Linked DNA regions of Anas platyrhynchos: regions 1 and 3 are each linked to region 2. A link is a contact called in public Hi-C data. All regions are on one chromosome and are shown on one strand. Each heading gives the region's core, a stretch centred on a gene start, on an enhancer-like site or on the middle of the called end of the contact. The rest is flanking DNA. Distances are from core to core; before and after follow the strand shown.

Region 1 (4,052 bases), core at 250-2,749, 55 kb before region 2:
TGAGCCAGGCACCACCTTGCAGTGAGAAGCACCATCAGACACCAAGGTGGCTCCTCCAACGAGCTCAGCAGCGGCCCTAAAAAGCACTTTTCATCTTAACCCATTCATAAAAGCAGGAAAAGGAAAACTGAAAATGGAAGTCCTGATTATTTGCTCAATTTAGGGTCCACAACGCACCGGGAGAAGGCTCCCCAGCTTTGAGACAAGCCAGGGCAGGAGGCTGCTGCCTTACCTTGCTCCAACCTCTTCATCTGCTGGATCTGGTCAACCGTCTTCTTCAGGATCTTGCATTTGTCTGGTTTGACACTCAGGGTGTCGATGTCCCCGATGTTTGCAGACAGCAGCTCCGCCAGCTCCTCTAAATATTTGTTCTCCTGTTCCCGACGCCGCTTCTCATTGCTGCGACAGAAAATAAACAAATTCAACGCCATGGTAATGATTTCCCTCCGCTGCTCAGCCCAGCCACACCTATGCTAGGCAAGGACCTACAAATACAAGTGCTGGCCACAGTCACGGCCTTGCTATAAGCCAAAAAGCTCCAACACACTGGGGAGTTCATTCAGGCCTTTGTCTGGTTTCATATGTAGAAAAATATTCAAAATTAACGCCAAGGAAGACACGTGTGTCCCAGCCCAGCAGACCTGTAACATCCAGGCCTTTCTCTCCAAGTCAGTTTTAAGCCTACAATTTAAGCCTCTCGTTTTTCTAAAGCCACTCCTCCAGCTGTCGCCAAGTTAAATCCTAAATTCACACCTAGAGGCTAACAACATCCACCAGAGATCACCAAAGCGAAAATCACAGCGACCGTGTCACAGGGACAAGGGCGAGATGAAAAATATTCATGAGATAACTTTTTTTACGCACTGAAAACTGCTTTTTATTATTTTTTTTTAGCCCAAAGCCAGTGCAGAAGCCCCAGCACTCTCCCATCGCTGTTTCTACATTCTGAGGGTTGAGGACAAATTATTCACGTGCTAGAACGTGGCCGGCATTAAAGCCACCCTCCATACCACCTACCAATGCCTTTTATCTGATTTTTTTTGTTTTTTTTTTCAATAAGCCACCTAATCTTTCTTGTAAGCTCCACAGGACGCACTATCTGGAAGATGCTATCTTAGAAATTACTGCCTGAAAGTTACGCCGACATGACGTACATGTGGCACGATGGGATGGTTCTGGCCTCAAAGAGGCCAAGATTTCGCACGTAAGGCAGAGCAGAGTTTCCAGAAGACAAGGCAGGTCCTCCAAAGCCCCTCTGCCCCACGAAGGGGGCGTGGAGCATTGCCAGAAAATGCTATTACCCCAGCTTAATCAAAAACCCAGTTCCAGAGGGAATTTGGATCCCATCACGGATGGGCTCTGATGTGTGCTCTGGGATGAAACGAGCTCTGCTAGCAGCTGGAGGCTTTGCAAAGAGGTTTGCTTTGTTTTATCTGCCAACAGGGGTGCGTAGCGAGAGCAAGGCATCAGGACCTTGAAAATCCCCTGATAACTCTGGGTAATCACAGCTGTCCAAAATCAGAGAGACAACACCAGCCCTCCCCTCCCAGGAGCTCCTTGTGTAGCCTACGTGGTAGTTTCCTTATTCTTCCTTAATTCCAGCCATTTAATTAGCTCAATATCCAGGCCTCACAGGCAGGCTCTGCCCCTCGGGTATTTTGCTGTTGCTTGAAGTTGTTCTCAGGTGAAAATATCTGAAGACTGCAGGCCACGGGGAGCCTCCCATCACCTCCTACAGCACCTCGGCCTCTTCCTCCCCTTGGCACGACTGCCAAGGGGGGCAAGAGAAACGGTTTGCACTCAGGGCACTCAGCAGAGCAGCAGAACCACAAAAGAAAAGAATTATCATCCACAAGGCAAAGCCAGCTGCAGGGTGAGGAGGACACGAGCTGCGTTTCTGCTCGGGTCACCGGCCTTGTGGAGCCCACGGTGAAGACTTTCCATGGGGGGGACACCTGGAAGCTCCCCTGCAGTGACCTCAGGAGCTTTTGCTTCCCAATCCTGCGGCTTTCAAGGGCTTTCAGGGAGCCTGGCCAGCTCCAGGGTCACGGGGCAGGCTGCATTCCCAAGCGGTGCACCAGCAGTGGGTCCCCGCCACGACCTCAGCCTCTTGGACGTGGGCATCAGCGCAGGCAGCACTGCAGAGCAAGGCGAGCTTTGCAAAGTGACCCATTTACAACGTGGAAAGCACCAAGCCCTACCCCATCACACGTCCTCGAGGGACCTAATGCCCTTGGCAGGGACTGGGATGGATGTGGAAGGGATGGGTCTACCCGAAAAGTGTCACCTTGCCCCCTCCTCACTCCTACCGAACGCGCTGCTCCCGTTGCCACCACGAACGTGCTGTAAAGAGGCCAGCAGCGCTTTCGTTTTTTTTTTTTTTCTTGGATATTACCAAAAAGAGAAGCGAGGCAAGGTGCCAACAGGAGAAGAATCCCTAAGCGGAGAGGCAGAAGTGAAGGAAAAGCGAGCGAACCCACTGCAAAGCCCGAGCGAAGCGGCGCGCCGAGCCGGAGGCACGCCACCAAGCACTCAGGATCTACCCAGCCACGGGCAGGCAAATGCTCCTTGCAGGAGCCGGATGAGTATTTTAGTTAAGGTCAAATTAATTCCTAGCTCGCCCCGCGAACCGAAAAGAAATAGCAGGGGGAAAAAAAAAAAATAATAATAAAAAAAAATCCCTCTGTTGTGGGTGAGCTCATTTCATGAAAACCCTTAATGTCGCTGTTGCTGTGGCAACTTTCGAATTGTAGGAGGGAGAATTGGCCAATTTTCCTTACATAAAGGCATCATGAGAATATTACAGCAGTGGGCTGTTCTTTATGACTCCGAATTATCATCAAAAGCAACAGTTAAACCTTCCCGGTTTTAACAAAGGAGGTTTGAAGTTCGCTTTGCTCCAGACCACGTTATGAAGGGACTGTGGGCAGTCTGCGGGACTTCGGGAGGACGAGGTCCCTGCCCTGTGCCACTGCGAGCTGGGAGATTTCCTTTCCTAAAGAAAGCAAAAAACAGCACAGGGGAGGACTTCTTGGTCTTGCTCACGTGCTTCAGCTCTACTGCTTGCTGCTTGGTGGCTTCGAGCTTCTACGAAGACTTTTGGGTGCTTCGTGCGTGTGAAGAATTGTGCTTGGATGAGGAAGGAGAATCCTTCATCCCAAAGTCCCTACTTCTCTACGATCAGTTTGTTCCTCGCCCTGCACATCTGGAAAACTTTCTGATGTCTCTTCTCGGGGCGCTTAGTGGTGTGAAAAGCAAACACGAGCCTCGTTTCCCAAAGGCAGACCAGACAAAGCAAGGCCAGGTGTGTGTGCCCGTGTATCTAGAGCAGGTCCTCCAGGAGGGGGGTGCGAGCCCACCTTGCTCCCCATGGCAGAGCTGTGGGGACTCGAAGCACGGGGGCTTCATCCTGGGGTGGGGACCAGCCCTGAGAGCAGCCTGGAGCCAGCAGCGAGGGCTGCAGAGCTCTGACTCAAACAGGCACCGACTCCAGTGACTCAGCCAGAAATGGGAAACGGCTCACGTGATGGCTACAGCATTTGTTAGGAATAAGGCAGATACCTCAAGGGCTATCAAAATGTGTTCTGCAATTACTTCTTGTTTTAATGGCACGGATAAGCCATGAGCTACAGAGGCTTTGTGAGGTGTGCAAACCCTACGGAGGAGAGACGTGACGATGAAAAACTGCAATAAACTGAAATCCTCAGAAAAGCACTTAATATTTCTCTCCCTTATTCTACTGGAACCCTGTAGCCTTTGCACTTATTGCCTACCATGCCATGTAGAGCTATAACTGACAGAAAACACGCCCAGAGTTTGCTCAGTGCATCAATATTCTGTGACGATGAGCAAACAGGCTGTAGAGGCACAGTCAGCAGCAGCGCTGTAAATTCATCCTCGCTAATAGACGATATTGCAATGGAAAAAAAGATGCACAGGATTCACAGAGCCAGCAAAAGCCTGGCTCTCACTCGTGTGGATCTAGGACTTGTTAATGTTAACTCAGCTGGCAACGAGGCTGGGATGGGAAGGCTCAGTCATTAGCAAAGGGT
Region 2 (3,845 bases), core at 1,050-3,549:
CTCGTAACACGCCGGGATAATTAGACGGCGCGGTGCCGCACAAAGGCGCTGCTGGTAAATTGCTGCTGTTACTAAGCGTGGAGCGAGATCTGGATCAAGGGGATTTCTCAAGTCCCTCCTCTTCCGCAGGCTCGCTGCAGCGCCTTCAATAAGCCGGGGAGCCTCTGAACCCGAGAGGAGCATAAATAATGATTCCCCTCCCGAGGTACATCGAGCCCGCGATGCGTCCGTGCGCTCCAGCCACCCGCTCTGCTCTAAGTCACGGCACGGATCAAGAGGAACCTCGCTCCTCTCAACCCAAATGCCGGTATTTTATCAAACCCAGGGCTTGCAAAGTCCTTGCTCGGCTGAAAAATAAATTTTTTGCTCTTCGTATTACAAAGTATCGCCAAAATTTGAACAAAAAAGTCATTTCAAACAAGAACCACGGAGACGAGCTCTGCAAAATCTCCTCCAAGCCACTCCGCACGCTGCAGGCTCCATCTGATCTAGCCGGCCACCACCAAGACAAGTCACACCACTGCTTTTAAGTTTTATTTCTAGCGGCCAAAAATTAATCTTCATCAGCCTGAGCCACCTAAGGGCTGATAGGAAACCCAGGCGTGTAGTTGCGGGGTCTCCTCTGCCGTCACCCCACGGAGGTGCCCGTGGAGGTGCCCAGGCATCGCAGCTCAGCACGCGGGGCTGGCAGCAAACCCTTTTTGTTTTAATTGCCTTACTTTGTGGGTTTTTTTCCTCGCTGGTTCAGCCCAGGGTCGGACACACACAGAGGGCCAGGCTGCGGGGCCAGGCATGGGACGGGAGGAGGGACCAGGGGGATCAGGTTTGGTCCCCAAGGAACCGCCACATCCAGAGCCCACGTTAGGGCGAGGAATTACTTCCAGGACGTGCCTGTTCCCTTTTTTTCTCTCTCTCCCATTCTTAGATCTTAATAACGCAGCCATCGTTAGCAGTACAACTGCTGTAAGTCACTCGTTATGATTTATCCATGCAAAATCAGGGAAGGCAAAAGGAGGGAGTCCAAAACCAGCAGCATCTCCAAGGAACAGCTCAGGAAACGCAGGGATCTGCACCCCAAAAGGCACAGCCCAAGGATTAGGGATGCTCCTGATGCTCCCACTCTGTACACACAGGCACAGGAATGGGCACAAAGGTCCAGAAGAGGAAGAAAAAGCATCTTAATGCCATCCATGACAGCTCCTGAGCTGACACGGGGATTGGGATGAAAGCTAGAAGTCGGGAGAGGCTGTGGTTGTTGTGATCACTTCCACCAAATAAACCTAAAGCAACATCCCCCACCCTCAGCGTGCCGGGAGGGCTGCACTCACCTCCCTTCGGACAACGAGATGGGATGATGCGAAGGAGGGAGGGTTAAAACCAGGAAAAATATAAATACTGATGGCAACGGTGAGTACGTGTTTGCAGAATCTCGGGGTGAGGTGTGTGGCAGGGGGGGATTTGGCTCCCGGTGCTAAAAAGGGCAATTGGGTGTGTTTTAAAAAAATGAACTACTCACCCCAAGCTGGCCCTGATGGAAAAGAAAGCAACTAGCAGAGTATATAAAAAATATATTTTGGAATTATATATTATATATTATTATTATATAATATGTTATATAATGCATTATTAGAATTATATTATATAGAATATTTATATATATATATGAAATGGAAAGAAGAAACATGGAAAAATGGAAAGAAGAGCAAATAAACTGTTGGCATATTAAAATACATCAGAAATGATGTGATACAAAAGAGCAAGAGAAGCCGAAAGGCACAAGAAGAACACAGTATTTGTAGGTTTGAGCACCCCGAGGTATCCCCATTACCTACAAACAGGGAATTCAGGCAGGGGCTGAGCACAGTCACTGCACGGGACCAGAGCAGCCACCAGCAATATCACAGGAACGGCAGAAGAATGCCCCAAATATTATATTTGTTAATTAAGAAAGGTATAGGCGAGCTGCAGGATGATACAGAGACGTTTCCTACTCCGAGCAGCATTTCAGGCAGCTGGGAAACGACAGCTATCGACGCAGGGCATTTTAAAGCAAGAGATCTTCACCTGGATCCTAGAGATCTTCACCCCGAGCACCATTTATCTGACTTTTCAGCCAGTTTTAACTTGGAGAATATTGAAGGAAACGCTGCTGGGCCAATATTTGAAGCACCAGGAGGGCGAGCGAGCGAGCAGCCCAGCTCACACCCCACGCAGACGAGGGACACGCTGCCGCTGTAAGCCCCGAGCAGGAATCAGAGGAAGCAAATAGCTGATGGCTATCAGCACAGATCACTCGTGGGGGTGTTTTCGCCAGGATTACAAGGTCGCCTGCAAACCCTAGCAGCTCTGATGCAACGTACTTGGAGTTCTGTAAATGATTGAACTTTGCAGGGTACGATTTCTCAAGTCACTGGAATCGCATTACATAACACGGGATATATTAAATAGATTAATAATTGGCCAGGCGACAAGTCATAAAAGCTAACTAGATCATCATCAATCACGTGCTCGTGCTGAAATCCCAGCAGGATCGGTTCTCGTGCCCTACATTACTCATTTCCCTGCAGGTCACAAGCAAAACTCAAGCTCACGCCGACTCCAGATCTGCATCTTCCACCGCGCCGACTACAAGCGAAGACGTTGCATGTCCTGATCAACGACTGCAAACTTGCATCTAGGAACAGAAAACCTTCCAAAAGCCAGGGGAGGGAGGCAGCAGCAGCAGATCAAGTCAGTAGCAGCCTGCTTGGTGCAGCGAGGGAGTGACAACTGAAAGCAGCAGGTGGCGAGTCCAAAAACCAAAGCAGAGACGGAGGTTTCTTCGCCCACGAGCCAGCGCGGTGCTCGAGCTCCTCGCCACAGGATGTTGTGCACGCCGAGAGGCTGTGCGAGCTCAAAGGGGGGGGGACTGGACATGCCACGGAGCAAAAATCCCCCAGTGGTTGCTAAATAAGACAGAAATCATCTCTGGCTGAGAGTCCTGTTAAACGAGCAGAGCTGGGCGAGTGTCCTGCAGTTCCTGGGTCCTCTTGGAGGCTGCACTCACAGAACCGAGCTCCCATCGCTGCAGATCCCTTAATTCCACCCTGAGAAGAGCAAACAGCACTGCAAAGCAGGAATTTGGGAACAAAGACCTCGGGGGCTGCGTTGCCCTGCCCCTGGCACAGCAGCGAAACCAGGGAGGTTCCCGAATTACAACGCAGGCTGTTGAAAGGATGCTGAAAGACCCAAAAGTGTTCGTGGTGAGAGGTCACAGCAGCGTGGCGCAGTCGGTTTTTAGGGAGAAGATTGGAGGTGACTGCACTGCCACCTGTAAAAACCCAGCTTAAGAGAAAAATGTAGGGGCCAGGCACCTCAGACCATGAGGCAAAAGAAACCAGGGAGCCAAAAACCTCTTTTATGTGATTCTGCGAAGATTGCTCAGGTCGGGGAGGCTGCAGGGCTGCTCTCCACGAGTCCACGGCAGCCCAGGAGCAGGAGAAGCGGCCGTCCCGCTGCCAGCAGCCCGGGAAGGGCAGAAATGAGTGAAAAGAGCTGAATCTTGGCTCTCCTTCCCAGAGCACAACACCTCGAGGCAATGATAAAAGTCACTTACAAGTGGTATTAGGCACGAGCTTTCAGCTGAAGATATAAAGATACCTGGAGGACAGGTAAAGGAAGGAAGTATCCATAGGTTACGTACATCAACTGCACTGGGTATTTTCCCCCTCATCAGAAAGCCTTTTAATTAGTAGCAACATGCATTTAGAGATTTCCAACATTTTTTAAAAAAAAGTCCTTTCAATAAAGCTCGCACTGACTGGTGATCTTTGCTCTTCTGTTTTCCTCCAAAATCCTGCGCTCAG
Region 3 (4,085 bases), core at 786-3,285, 35 kb after region 2:
CCCTGCTACTTGGGTAAATTATTAAATTTCGATGATTCTGTTTTATTCGCCTGGAAAATGGGAGCAAAACCCAGGATTTATTTATTTTTTTTGTCTTGCAGGGGCATTAGAAAATGTAGCCAGCGCACGTGCGACGCTCAGTTCATATCAAAAATTAACAGCACGAAGCAGCTCATCATCTAAAAACGTTAGAAGAAAATTAAGTAGGTTGCAAAAAAAACTGAGCACTAAAAATTATAGAGTAACAGATTTATGATCATCTGTGCAACCTTAATCCGTTCCACTTTGCTGGTCCAACCCATACAGTGAATAAGTCAGAGAATCTATGGAAAAATATCATGTGGCTACAAAATTATAATTACAGTTGCATCTGTTTTTCCTAACTTTAGAAACGTTCAGCTTTACAAACTAGATCGCTTTTTTTGTTTAAACTTCCCAGGTTTTGGTTCTAGTCTGCAATAACAAATTGTTTTGTTTTGTTTTTTATAAGCCGTATTTAAACATACTTCATCCACAGAAGTACCAGGAAACTCTATTAAATTATCACATTGTCACATCGAAACAGGCTTAATTAATACAATTTAGGTAGTTTATTTTTTTCATTTTCACTGAATTTGAAAAATAAACTAGATTAAGTTACACTTCCCATGGAGCTATTTTCCATACAGCAAGCTTTGTATATACTGTACGGTTTCCTTTTCCAACAACAATAAAAGTGCAAAATCGGGCCAAATGCTATTTTCAATGACATTTCTGAATTCATTAAAGCTTTTTCTTCTATTTACTTTGGGCCTTCAAAGGGATTATCGCCACTGCATCTTCAAAAAACAGAACTTGATGCCAACATCGTCGAGTCTGGGCAAACTGCTCTAAAGGTTAAGGACGTGACTATTAATCCAGCTGTCAGAGGTGCCGGGATAGCACGGCTTCCACTGCTTTTGGTGTGCAAAAAAAAGATTTGATTACAACAAAATATCAATCTACGAATGCAATTTCACACACCCAGAGAAAATTCACATATGAATATTTTTACTATGAAGAGTTAAGAGTAACCTCTATTGAAAAATAACCATGTGGACACTAGAATAAAGACGGGAGAGCACCAAGAAAGCCTGCAGACAGTACAAACACAAGCCTTAATTTAAATTAAAGCCTTCATATAAAAGAAAGCACGAGTTGCATGCTGCTGAGGCAGAGCTAGCTCAAGTCCTTGTTCCTACCCCAGGAGTCTCAGAGGTGTACGTACCGCGGTGCTTCACCACCAGCTCTCCCTTTTTCCGCGAACCAGCACCCTTATCATGACGTTTGGAGACACAAACGGGGATATTTTATACCTCGAATCCACTCCAGGAAATTCTACCTACCGACAATTAGGCTTCTGACTGATTACATCTCAATAAACACCGGGACTTTGCGCTCAGCTTCACCTAAGCTGAGATACAAGCACCTTGTAAACGCTCCAGTTTCACGCGTAACAGTTTCGGGCACGCAGCACTTCGCTATTAAATCTGAATTTAGGAGTCGTACGAGAACGCAGCACGGCTCCTACTGTAAACGTTTGTCCTGTAAATGTTTCCAGAGTGCCCAGTTATCATGCCTGAAATCCTAACGCGGCATCTCCCATCATTAAAACTCGCCTGCTCTCTGCCTCTCCGCTGAGCGCGTCGGGAGCACGGAAGAAAAGCCTGGGGAACTCATCCTGCTTGGAAATCTCCGCTCATAAAAGAGAAAGAAGCAGCCAGCTGTTTACAGAACGAGCCGTAAGACCCAGGACTCTCCTTGTCAGCAACCACGTCCGAGAAGCACAAGAAAGACAAAAAGGGGGTGAAGCTCCCACGCCCAGCCTACAACAGGTTGAACTCCGGCTTGTTTATTTCCAGGCACAATTTTTCCAGTATGATTTAAAAGAACTGGTCACAAGCATGTGTCAAACTCCTTTGCAGGTTAGTCAGACTTTTTTTAAACAAGAACTTCAAAGGCCGAGGCTTGAATAGCACTTCCAGTAAAAAGCTCATCTCTCAACTTCTTCAAGACCTTTGAAGTGTGTTGATAAAACTGGATGTAAAGGCTCAGATTAAGAGCAAAACACAGGCTCTGGGGGAGAGAAGAGAGGGCGGATCGGTTAGAAGTATGCTGTTTACAAGAAATAAGAAGAAAGAGAAGTTAAGGAGTCCAAGCTGTGAGATTTCTTGTGCGCTTTACACATGAATTTAATTGATTTAATGGTCTGAAAACTCCAGGGCTTTCCTCTCCTATTTCCTTCAATCCAGGAGTTATACAACGCCAACAGAAAAGGGGAAAAACGAGAGAAAAATATTTTCAGTTTTCATTTTTAAGCCCCGGGTGCGCGGTTTCACTGAAAAATTATAATATCAACTTTATTTTTTATTTATTATTGAAACAACGAGCACGACTCTGAGATCCCTGGACAGGGAATGGATCACTTTGCTGGGGATTGGAAGCTTTCCCTGCTCTTGGGGCCCTTATTTCCCAAAGCCAGCACAGGAGAAAACACTAATGTTAGGTGTGTAATGCTGTCAACACCTCCCCATTTGGAGGCCGTGCGATACCTTTCAAACTCAGAGCAGTGTTGTGATTCTAAACACATCCCTCTGTTCATAATCAAGGCCTGAGCTGCACGTCTGTAGGAAAGCTGCTGATTTGTTTGGTTTTGCAACAGTCCCTCGTCCCTCTTTTCATCCTAGGAATACAAGAACCAAGCCTTCTTGCCTCACCTGCCATGCTGCTTTATTTTTCGGGTCGTTGCGTGCTGCAAACCCAAAAGAAGGAGACCCTTGGAGTTTCAGATGTCAAATTGGAAAAGGAAAACAAAAACCGAATCCAAAGAAACCCGGTTCTCAGCTCGTTTCATGGCATATTCCATGACATATCGTTCAAAATAAACACAGAATACACATAAATAGCTCAAAAATAGACATTTTAATGATTTTTTTTGTTTCAAAATAGCTAGCTGCAGCATCAGCCTCGACTGGGACATTTCTGACACTTGTTTAGAGCAGGACCTGGTGCTTACGGATCCCTTTTTCCTCTGCAGAAGGGTGCCAACGCATCCCACAACCACTCCGCTCATCTGTGGAAGCTGTAAGCTGACAATTTATAGATCTTTAGAGCAAAATATGGGTACCGGAGAGTTCACTCACCAAGGCAAGCCAGCAAATTGTTGACTTAGATGTTGCCTGCGCTGTTTTCATTTCCTAGATCACCTTCCTGCAGCTCTGACTCGCATCTAAGACAAGGCAAACCTCAGCGTGGACACGCTGGTTTAAAATTGACCACCAGGACAGCCTGCCTCAGCTCACAGAACAAACTAAACCGGGTTTCAAGAGGTTTAGGAGCATCCACACAAAGATTTAGCCACGCTGCTTTACAAACCTACCTCGTTTGGGCACGGCGACCTTGTCGGGGCAGCACCTCCATTCCAAGCGCATCCAAGGTCCAGCCCCAAAACCACATCCTGACTTTTTCCAACTCCCCCGAGGGCACCCTAAGGGAAACGTCCCACTGCTCCTGGTGCCGAGATATGCTGGGCTTGCTTCCCAAGCAACTGGGTCAACCGCACGAGAGCCTACCTGTCTTTCAGGGGAGCGAGGAGGAAAAGCATCGCAGGACGATCAGCGCAGAAGCTATCGAGCCTGCATTCTCCCCGCAGAGCGCGTTGGCTCTAGCCCAAAGCCAAGCGAAGCCTAGTTTCTAACCTACATTCCCCGTCAGGTAAATTAGTTCAGGCTTACAGAACCTCCAAACCAGTTCAGCAGATCTGCCTTTTGTAAATGACAGGGGCGCAGGCAAACCATGCAGCGCTGACACATCCTCGATGCTCAGGCCGGGGCTCGGAAGCCTCCGAGCGCTTTAGGTTGGAAGCTTTTGGTGTGGGATGGCATTTCGGGTGGTCATCATCCCACGGGGACGCTGCTGTCGTGGTACAAACCTGTTCTGAGCCAGCCCGACTCTCACCCGCCAGGCTCTGGGTGCAAAATTTGACGGTGCTCACAAGTGAGCCTGAATTTTTAACATCACAGCTACAGACAAACGAATTATTTCGGGTCCTGCTGCATCAAGGGGAG

Evidence for each region. Hi-C and Micro-C count contacts between places; a contact is called where the count stands out from the background.
Region 1: a Hi-C map of liver shows a contact between it and region 2, with 1.5 times the contacts expected there. The contact joins two enhancer-like sites. A contact is called at or near these places in 2 of 8 Hi-C or Micro-C datasets (liver and skeletal muscle).
Region 3: a Hi-C map of liver shows a contact between it and region 2, with 2.4 times the contacts expected there. The contact joins two enhancer-like sites. A contact is called at or near these places in 2 of 8 Hi-C or Micro-C datasets (liver and skeletal muscle).

Annotation. Positions count from the first base shown.
Region 1 is chr3:119,243,363-119,247,414 of IASCAAS_PekinDuck_T2T, reverse strand. NCOA1 (nuclear receptor coactivator 1) reads right to left here. Exons shown (of 22, transcript XM_038177351.2): 4 at 233-399. Among named protein-coding and RNA genes, the nearest start is that of PTRHD1, 50 kb to the left of the region's middle. Within about 2 kb of position 1,499, at least 2 of the 8 cell types and tissues checked have an H3K27ac peak or open chromatin away from gene starts, as enhancers often do.
Region 2 is chr3:119,188,930-119,192,774 of IASCAAS_PekinDuck_T2T, reverse strand. All of the region lies in intron 1 of NCOA1 (nuclear receptor coactivator 1), which reads right to left. Among named protein-coding and RNA genes, the nearest start is that of NCOA1, 41 kb to the right of the region's middle. Within about 2 kb of position 2,299, at least 1 of the 8 cell types and tissues checked has an H3K27ac peak or open chromatin away from gene starts, as enhancers often do.
Region 3 is chr3:119,153,336-119,157,420 of IASCAAS_PekinDuck_T2T, reverse strand. The region is part of intron 1 of NCOA1 (nuclear receptor coactivator 1); the gene reads right to left. Among named protein-coding and RNA genes, the nearest start is that of NCOA1, 5.8 kb to the right of the region's middle. Within about 2 kb of position 2,035, at least 1 of the 8 cell types and tissues checked has an H3K27ac peak or open chromatin away from gene starts, as enhancers often do.